Linked DNA regions of Alosa sapidissima: region 2 is linked to region 1. A link is a contact called in public Hi-C data. All regions are on one chromosome and are shown on one strand. The core of a region is the stretch at or near the end of the contact, and the rest is flanking DNA. Distances in the headings are between cores, read along the strand shown.

Region 1 (5,465 bases), core at 1,444-3,943:
TGGTGGAACATCCCCTTGATGTCACTAGCAAAGGCAACCGTGTGCTCCCTGAAGTGAAGCAACACACCAAGGAGACTTGCACCAAGAGTAGGCCCTGCCAACAGACACTCGTTAAGGTTGCAACCTTGGTACTGGAAGGAGCAGTTAAAAACTACCCGATGTTTCCCGTTGTGGCAAACTAGATGATGTGGTATGTACCATGACTCAGGGGACTGGTCCACCATGTCGGCTGGCAGTCTGGTGACATAGCTAGACTCCTCCAGTTTGCGTATCTCTTCATTATACACCTTAGCCAGCTCTGGATTCTTGTTCAGGCGCTTTTAAGTCCCTTGTAACTGTGGCAGGACCGCTTGAGGGGGAGCCTTTAACTGTATTTTGATTATTTTCCTCAGCAGCGGTGTTGCATATCTGAGGATACCATCGACATCCACTCTGACTGTCCTGGACTGCAGCAGCTCTACCGCCTCTTGATCACTTCTGGAACGGGTCACCTCTTTCTCACTCTTATAAGGCAATATATGTCAAGTTGCCACAGCTTCTCGATCTGCTCACGCAGCTCTATAGAGGGTGACGTCATAGCTGTGAACAAGCACTGCTGTGGAGACAAGCGGTGTTGGAGCAGTTTCGTGGGTCCTTGGAGTGTCCAGCCCAGCCTGGTCTTAATGGCAGCTGGTCCCCCTGGTGGTCCCAACCGTACCAGCTCTTATGGTGTGATCAAGTGGGGGTAGTCTGATCCTATCAACAGCAGTGGCTGAACATTGTCGAGGGGCTGGAGTGGGAGGTCTCGAAGGTGATGGTACTTATCGCAGAGCTTGGCTACTGGATGGCTGTGACTGGCAAGCCCTAGCCGTCCAGCAGTAAAGGCACCCGTTATCTTGAACTTCCTATGCGGCTGTGAGGTGGGTGAAAGCGTGAAGGTGATATTCGCTCCTGTTATGACCTGTGCATCATTCTTCATTGTCCTGAGTGAGAGGTCCTCTGGCTGTCCTACTAAGCCTAGGTGTTTAACCGCATCATGCAGCAGTATGGTCCTTTCAGATCCATCATCCAGAATGGCATAAGTTGTTAATGTGCATGGACCATTATACAGGAGTACTTTGACTACCTTCAACAGAACAGTATTACTGTGGTCTGGCCTGTCTAGGTAGAGTGTTCCTGTAGATGGCTTTGCCACTGCTTGTGGTTTCTCACCTTCACTCTGTGGTCTAGCATTAACATCATGAAGCACAGACAGGTGTTTGCCCTTGCAGGTTTGACATGTGGCCTTCAGACGGCACTTAGCTGCCTGGTGTTTACAACCGCATCTCCAACACCTGTAATTGGTCTTAATCTAGGCTGTCTTCTGATCACTTGCATCTGGAAGTTGCTGCACTGGTTGAGATAGTGGCTGTCGTTCTCACAATAGGGGCAATAGATCTTCACTGAGTCTGTCTTGATCTCTGTACCTTGAACTCCACTATGTGGCCTTTTTAACACTGTATATATAGAACACTCTATGCTTTGGACATGGTGCATCAACACTGTAGGCCTATAACATAAACTTTTCCTATAGGCTAAAATGTTATGGATGTGACATGGCCATGGAGCCTTACAAATCTAAGGAGGTGCTCTTCAGGCAAACTGAGCATACACATTGCTCTACCATTCCCTTGTCAATCTGGAATTTGTCAAATGATAACAATTTGTTGGAACTTTGAGTCATTTATCCCCTTTTTAAATATGTATAATATTGCCATGTGAAAAATTTTGTTTCTGTATGGTTGCACACCATATGATGTAAAAAGAGTGTAATTTTTCATCAAATTCAATCAGATCAGTTGCAAACATCCCATGGTAAGGATGACCTTTGCATGGAATTGCCCTATGTCTAATTACAGCGGAAGACATTTTGAATTCTGAATTGAAAATGCAATGTCCTCACAGGTCTTGGGACCTGTTGTTGCCATGCCAACAATGTTAAGCCCTCTTGTTCCTCTCTTACGAAATGAAAGTAGGCTACAAATATAACCAATGACAGGCGTTCGTGTTCAGAAATGTATAAATGTTTGCGAAGTAGGCCTATTCCTTTGCATATCCCAAACGTGAGGAGCCGCTGATATGAACTGACCGAGTTCGCTGGCCTTGGTGCTGAAAATATTCGGTTCGGAAAACCTCTCACTATTAGCATACTACTATAGGCTACTAGCTATGATGATATAGAAAATAGCTCATCATCGCCTTCCATTAGGCTAGGGGACTCATGAATAGTCAGACAAATAGGATCTAAATAAACACAGCCTTGTTAGAGCACCAAGCTTTAAAGCGGGAAGCCACATGGGTTTGCTACTAGCCTCCTTTTGACGCACGATGAGCTTCACCAAAAATCCTTTAGAACAAGATTCATTAAGCTAATTGATTCGTTGCATGTGGACACAGCCACTAACTGTATGTCCGATTACGAGGAATAGGCTAGGCTTTTACTGCAGATTAGGTAGCCTACAGACCATTGTTAAAATGAACGATTAAATCATTTCCACAACCATTCAAGTGTAAAAACAATGCTGGGAAAATATGAATTCTATATTAGGCCTATCCTCATCAGTGAAGATAGCTTCATAAAAATATGTTTTCCAATAACCTAAATGAGGTCATTATTAAATGCAATATATATTATATTGTATTTAAGCTACTAACGTCTAAGCAATTAAATCACACAAGTTGAGAAAGTAAACGACAATGTAGCGTAACAACGTGCGTTGAAGCTTTTTTAACCTAGCCTAAACGCTGTGAGCCAAACTGGAGTGACGTTAAGATGCGTTCTAATCTTTTTTGCATAGGCTCTCCTATAGCACTTTCCACACTTGCCTGTTGATGTCACCCTTGGTCCTCCTGGATTCCCCCACCACATACACACACGAACGCGCGCGCACGCATACATACATAAACACACACACACACACACACACACAACCCGGATGGATGACTTCACTGTTCCGCCTGGGTTTCCTTTATGATCCTGGGATCTCCCAGCTCTCTCTACAGACCTCTGTGAACAACCAAGGCAGACGCACTCTCCTCTTCCAGCTCGGTCAACACTTGGTTTCCACATAGCCTACTTGCACCGCTTGCACTTGGGTCCTTAACCTTTCGGAAGCTGGCTGTGCAAGGATTCTTCGTATTCTATTCAAGGGATTTCCATCGGAGTTGGTGAAAGGTGCATTTATATTGCAAGGAACCTTGCTATTCTCTTCGACTGCGACGAAAGCATAGTATCAGTTTTAAACTTCGCCCTTCGAACCACTCTTTTGGTGCCATAATGTCCGAAGTACTGCCATACAGCGAGGGGAAAATGAGCGGCTATGGAACGGACAACGATGTCAGTCAGATGTCTTTCAGCTGCGGGCTGCAAGACACCAACTCTTTTTTCGGGGCGTCACAGGCTAAAAGACCCCCTAAATTGGGCCAGATTGGCAGGGCAAAGCGAGGTGAGAAACGTTTCTTGTTGGAAAATGTTGAGATTGGCTACCGAAGTCGTCTTTTGGTAACTTTATATGATTAGAACACTTTAATTGGTATGGAAAAGTAGCTCAACACAGATAAGCGTAATGTCAAATAGTTTTACTATATATAAACATTTCGATGAAATATATGCTACTACTTGTATATTGCAAGTTCATTATAATAACTGTCAATGCTTGTGTGTTCATACGACTCACTTAACCAAATGCCAGTATTTCATGTAGTGACGACATGTGTTATTGAAATGTGTGTGAGAAATTTACGCAACATATCCCACAGTAAAGTACAATGACGACTGCAAACATGACGTTAGTTGTGCTCAGTGGTTAGATGGCTTTCTACTTGGCGCAATTTGTTGTCGGTTCTTCGCTTGGCATTTATCAACTTGAATGTGTTGAATGTGCGCCGATCTAGCCGATGTTTCTCCTCTCAACATCTTGCTCACGCACTCTTTTCTCCCTCCTTGCAGTTGTCATTGAAGACGACCGAATAGACGAAGTTCTGAAGGGAATGACAGACAAATCATCACCCGGCGTTTAATCTTGAATGATGCCTTTCAGACATTTTATTTTTATCACCGATTTGAAGCACTTGTCGGTTGTGCATGTTCGAGGACTGTTATGGGAATGGACGGCACGAAGCGAATACCGAGAGAGCAAATAGGAGAACGAACGAAGAGAGAGAGGAAGCTGAAGAGATGGAGAGACGAAGAGAGATTTATTTTGAGGTTGCTGGCAATTCTCCGATCGAAACCCTACTAACACTGCTGCTGCGCAGAAAGATAGTTGTCTGATACGTGCAGCTCCGTCCTTAAAACCTTTGCTGATGTATAGCGATGGATGAACTTGCCATTATTTCACGACCATTCTCTTCCAAAAGGCGCTGTAAGAAACAACAAAAACTACAACTGGAGGTCGAATCTCATTTCAAGCACTACTTCTGTATTTGTACAGTATCTAAGCTCAATGACATTGTCCCCCATAGCCTACGCGCTTTCACTGTCAACACAGACCGTGGCGATGCATTCACTGGAGCTGTTCTTTTACGCACCGTTCCAAGTTAGAGAATGCATTCCGATTGCTGCTAGAGAGCTACTACCAACCGACCAACCTGACACATAAAGTCGTCACATAAATTTAAGAGACCCAGTGTATGTAAAGATAATTCCGAAAAGTTGCAATGTTGGTATTACTTTTATTTTCGGTTATGCACGTTTTGAAATAAACGTATGCATCTTAATAATATCGGAATATTTTCTTTGCTGATATTCCCTTCTTTGGCGGTGCATTAGATCGCCATTGTGTAAATGCGCAGTTTTATTTTACATCAAGGCGCCAGTGGATGAGAAATTCATGAGCATAAAAGTAATATGAAGACAACACCAATGATTATTTTTTATTTTTGTTTCTCTCATAACCTCAGTTGAGTTTGGCAACATTGTTTTCGTATAGATAGGCCTACTTTTTTCTCCATCTCTTTGCATGAACTCTTTCTCCGGTGCCAATGCAGGTGCCACCACACTTCTTACCCTGGCACGCTTCTTTTTAAACAAAAATCATATTTGTATTTTTATATCTGAATATTTGTTATTTAAAATGATATGCTAGTCTATCGTCTTAAAATTCATCAACAAAAGATGTTTGTACTTAAGAGGAAGTTCAGAATGAGGGGAACAGGTTTGGTTTAAGGTTCCATTCAAAATCAGGAATGGGACATTTTTTAAACAAAAGACTTACTGAATGTGTTTGGGGTTTTGCACACATCAATGTTTAACTATTATTGAGAAATCGTATACTGTGACTTGAGCTTCGTTGATGAATTTGTTAGAAATGGCGATTTTAGAGTCTATTGCACTGTTTACGAGTATCCTCAAATAACGTGTTGTTATTTGATTGGTTTTGGACATTACAGCTATGTTTTTTATTTTTGTTTATTTTGTACCATTCTTTTAAAGAATCTGATTATGG
Region 2 (5,465 bases), core at 819-3,318, 130 kb after region 1:
CTACTCTAAACCACCTTCTGAAAACAACTGTATACTACTACTGTCTACACTGCATCTTTTGTCCTGTTTATGCACCACCTACTGTATATCACATTGCACTTTTCTGCTTTTTTTGCACTTCTGGTTAGACACAAACTGCATTTCGTTGTCTCTGTACTTAAAGTTTAGTAGTATACCCGGCCTCTGGCAGTGTAAATGTGAAACAATCACTTCTAGCCAATCAACAAGCTGGTTCTAAAGCACAGAAAGGAGGGGTGTAATTGTGGGACTGTTGAATGCTACAGATTTCCCCTGGTAATTCGGTAACTAAAGTAATCAGAGGACCTCTGCCACTGGGAGAAAACCTCAGGCCAAGCTCATGGCTGCACTGCAGGTATACAGGTGTACTTGGACCAGGAGCCAACTGGACGCTATTTTTGCCACAGTTGTATGCACAGAGAAACAAAACTGACCATGACAATGAGTCAGAGAGGCTTCAAGCTTTATAGCCTGGCTGGTTTTGGAAACAGCAGACACAAAGTATCCACTGATTCCTACACATGTGAAACATGTGAATGGCTGAGAATCTAAGAGCATAAGGGTTAAGGCATAATCTTTACAGCCAATCAAAATCTTTGATCTGAACAACAGCAACCTTAAAAATATGTTGGGTGTGTTTGATTCCATCCAGATCCAAAATCATCAGTTAAAGGTATAATTTATTTTAGCCAATAGGTGCAGTTCTCCACATTTGTTAGTCATAGTCATTGATCAGGTGCTGGGAGAGGGGAGGGGTGCTAAAGGCTAGTCATCATCACAGTTAGTAGTGCTCAGTGATGCTCCTTCTACAGTAGGACGACAATACTGCAGTGAGCATGCGAGGGCAGGCAGTAATTAGTTGTGCATAAGAAAATACATAAAGAAAATTTGCATAGGCTACCACAATAAGTCTTGAGATATTCTCCCTCAACATTATACAAAGAAATTCTCTTCACCCACAACCACCAACCATTTCTATAATATTAAGCAAATATGACAATGCTGGCATGTTGAGCATACTAAATGACAGCTTTCAAAAGCCCACTACTTCTAGGCAGGGATTAGTTACTGAACAGGCCTACGGGCCCAGGCCCAGGGGGTCTGAGGCCCAAGACCACCCCTGATATATGAATGGAGTGAAATGACACCGCCCTAACACAAGTTACGCCTTGTGTGATAATCATGATTTGTAACTTTGTTTTTTCACAACAAGATGCCTTGAATCTGTTGATGGTTATGTCATATGTGATGGGACCTGGGAAACCCCATCAATTTGTGTGTGCTCATGTGGCCCATAATCAGTGAATTCAAGATCCAGTGCTTAACAAGACACAAACCTTTACCCAAAGGATCATCACACATTTTTGCTTACAGGTAGACTTGATCTCATAGTGTTCTTCTGTAGGCTATAACGTTGACTCACCAAGAACTAATATGGAATCTTCTTTGTCGACATGACCCTGGAGTAAGTGATGAAATCTGGACAAGTCTCCAAACCATTCGAAACTCTGTTCGGTCTTGTATCGCTCGTCCCAGTACTCCACGTCTTTGTATCTCGAATTGGAGTTAGGTAGATACTCCATCCTGACAGGAGACAGAAAAAACTGTCATGTAGCCTAACTGCTCGACTAACTCGTTGATGCTTGCTTCCTCACACACCATCCAGATCGGCATGGCTTTATGAGTGATTAAAACATAATAGGCTATACACTCAAAACCAAGCTCAAAATTAAACATACCCAAGTTCTCTATCTTGTCATTACCTTGTTTGTTCACGTTTGATGAAATAACAGTTAACATACGCTGAAGCCTCTGTCTTCTTCCCCTACCTCTGATGTCAATTTCTGATGTCAGGCTACAGACGAAACACTCTAACTCGAATTAGAATGTCGCTACTATATTTCGGTGCACTGACAGTCCAACAAATAAAAACAAAACACCCAGTTATAAACCTAAAGGACTCTACACGTGTAGTTAGTAGTAGCCGGTGTCTCGCCATACGATACGCGAAAGCACACAAACAGGAAGTTAATTGCATAGCCTACAGAGCAATGCCATCCAATCACAGTGAACATTGTAAAATTAGGGAAGACTTTCCGGTAACATTTTGCTGACAAGCTTTCACATTAAAAGTGGCACCTTATAGCAGTGAAACTTCATAATAAATGTCCTAGGCTATAGTGTGCTTCCCTAATCGAGACTTCAAGCCTAATCTTCATGCCAAGTTTATCACAGGATGTTCATAAGAATGAATAGAAATTGAAACGCTGTGGATAGATTGAAAATCTGAATCTGCTTTCTGTCTACCTTAACACAAGATGCATATGTTGTGCTTCAACACAGAGTTGTGCTAATTACATCAAGTGTGCAGCATTCTGTAACTTCATGTGCAAATATAGCAGGCCTATTAGGGACAGTTGTGGCCTACTGGTCAGGGCTTCGGGCTTGTAACTGGAGGGTTCGAACCGTGACCAGTAGGAACGGCTGAAGCTCCCCTGAGCAAGGCACCTAACCCCTCACTGCTCCCTGAGCACCGCCGTAGCAAGGCAGCTCACTGCTCCGGGTTAGTGTGTGCTTGCTAGCCTGACGAGCCAGACCCACATTAAAATGTAGGGTCTGGGCACTCACCGTTCGCAGTGCTCAGTCCGAGGGGCGGGATAATCGGTTGTCTTTCAAATTCCCTCTGCACGCAATAGGACAGCGCTGAGTCCCATGCGTTTTCCCACCAGCAGAGCTAGTTGGCTAGTTCAAACTTTTGCCAACTTAAAACAAGCTTAACTCGTGTCACACTGTTGGCCAACAGCAACATCCATCTTCTTTGTTTTCAAGTAGCAGGGAATTCAAGCCAAACCGTTGCAACTCTGACATCAATCATTATGTTAAGCCCGCCTAACGACTCTATACACGATTTGATTGGCCTGATAGAAGTTTAATTTTTCGAGCTCACAAGCCAACGGAGAGTTGCTAGACTAGCCCTGGAAGCAAATGTAATTTGCTGCCGCTAGGGTGCATCTAGATTTCTAGGCTATGTGCTTGCTCTATGTGACCACTAATTCACAGATGGGATAAATGCAGAGACAAAATTCCTTGTATAGGCTACACCTTTACATTATTAGTATGCAGATGCTGTATTGACTCTATGCTGATACTGAAGGTAGCTCTACTTAACTGGCTTAACCTGCCAGTGATGTGATGTGGTAAACCTAAGACAGTCAGAGTAGTGTCTTTGCCCTTGCATCCACGGACCATGTGTGTTTGTCGACCATATGCCACACCTAATAATGGACACAGCGCTGGTGGTGAGGGTATGGGTTTGAGAAAGAGAATATGACTATAAAGAAGATCCAAAACAGAAATTCCTGACCCTGTCCACTTAATCTGCTCCACCTTCTGCATGGCCTAGGCTGCAGTAAGAAACGTTTTTTAAATAATGGCCCTAAAACGTTAATGGCCCTGGCTCCTGAACCTCCCCATTAGTGATAGCATGTTTTACTACCATATTTCTCTGGAGACTCAGGGCCAATCTCGATTCTCGATTTCCCTCCACCTTTACCTACCTCTTGGCCCTCGAAACAGAGTGGTAAGGGCTAGGGGTAAAAACATACACCTAGGAAATGAGACACCACTTCAGTCAGTCCAAGGACACACACAAGAGACCCACCTGGGTCCATACAAAGCAGATTTACAATACTTTTATTAGCCACTCTGGGATTCCTTGCACACACAAACAAACAGATGCAGGAATAACAACACTCAGACAAAGAATGTGATGCTATCATGCTTTACTCCAAAACATTTCTCAGAACAAAATCTGTAAAACATAACAGGTTCGGTAATGTTAACTAGGTCCACTCCACTACTCATTCCAGTGTGTACATTGCGTAGGACGTGCACCACGTGGTTGCCCAATGTAATATATTGGGTACTTTACAGGGTCATCAGACTTCCACCAGGCCTGTACACAGTCCATTAGACAGACAGACAGACGAAAAGAAAAAAAGATTCATGGCTGCAGTGCATGAAGAACCTTGATTGGTTCTGGAATCCTGAGTCATGAATAGTCATTTGACAGCATTGTGGGAGTGGCTAATGGCAGAAGGATATGATAAGATTCCATCTTTAAGTATTGTGGTTTACTCACCCCATCTCATTATGTTCAAAACATTCTTGTTGTGTAGTCATTGCACGTTTAGAGGCATATCCTAAAATTCTGTGATCTATGTGTTGTGCATGTATGGTGCAGTCAAATGTATATTAGTTTTATGAGGACTTCACGCTATTGTGTGACCCAGGTAATATTGCAATTCATTCAGAAGTTAATTTTTAACTTTAATTTTCACTATATATTGGGTTAAGTAAGTGCCTCTTTCAAACATCTGTCTAGCATCACTTTCAACCTCAACTTAAGAATACATTAAGAAGAATTTCACAGTAGGCCTACCAAACAGGAGATTCTTCCAGGCGCTCCATAACGGATATAGGTAACTGTGTGCTCACAGTTGCTCAACTTATGGTTGAATTTTCCACAACATGGTGCATTATTCTCATTGTTGCCTTTGTTCTTGCAGTCTTCCAGTCTTTTTGTTATTTCATTCATATCATGTTCCAGTGAATCATCTTGGTAATTATCAACTTTGCGGGGGGTGTTGCTGTCTGCTTTCAAATATGAGATTACACATTTCTCTGTTGGAAACATCAGACATTGTGAAAACAATCACAAATTAAAACATTGACAATGGAAAGATTATTGACCTTATAAAATATATGCTACTTTACAATCTCCCACACCTTTATAGAAAACAACACATTAGATAAATGACTGGTTTCCATGATAGGCATTACACCAAGTATTATTACAGTTTTTCTCAGTCGCTTTGGTGCTTTTCTCACATCACTATTAACATTTGCACAGCAGTTAGTGCAATTCTCAAAACAATTAGTGCAAACTGCAAAACCTAGTGGATGACCTGCAAAAGCACGTCACTTGCTCAAAATGGATAGTCCATTCCTCAAAAGCAGGTATTCATGTCAATGAAACTGTCCGTGTCATCAAAATGAGAAGTCTTGACACCATCGTTTATGAACAAGATAGTCAAATGGCTTTGTCATGTTTTCATTATGACAGTTCTCTCAGTGTTTTCCAATGCAAAAAAAGGTCAGAACTCGGTGACACTACTTGAACATGCTCAAGACAGCACTATACACTACTTGTACAGCCATTTGAAAACTACACTAAAGTTACACATTGCTGTAGTTAGGGGAGTAATTGAGTACAAGACACTGAATATGTACGTTTCACAGTTTTACTGTATATGCTCTTTGCAATACTACAGCATTGTGACAGAATTTGATAACTAGTTCAACAATTTTGTATGTAATGACTCAAGCAATGAAATGAAGACTATTAGTTTTATTGGGAACGACTATTCAGCATTCATAAGTGTAGT

Evidence for each region. A called contact is a pair of places that touch in the nucleus more often than the background predicts.
Region 2: a Hi-C map of muscle shows a contact between it and region 1, with 8 times the contacts expected there. The contact joins the promoter of ece2a here to the promoter of camk2n1a in region 1. A contact is called at or near these places in 2 of 2 Hi-C or Micro-C datasets (both in muscle).

What each region holds. Positions count from the first base shown.
Region 1 is chr1:26,933,396-26,938,860 of fAloSap1.pri, forward strand. camk2n1a (calcium/calmodulin-dependent protein kinase II inhibitor 1a) reads left to right here and starts at 2,694. Exons shown (of 2, transcript XM_042108602.1): 1 at 2,694-3,464; 2 at 3,968-5,465. The coding sequence starts at 3,296. The coding sequence ends at 4,038.
Region 2 is chr1:27,066,558-27,072,022 of fAloSap1.pri, forward strand. It overlaps ece2a (EEF1A lysine methyltransferase 4), which reads right to left and starts at 2,069. Exons shown (of 4, transcript XM_042108590.1): 1 at 1,758-2,069; 2 at 1,442-1,602. The coding sequence starts at 1,601.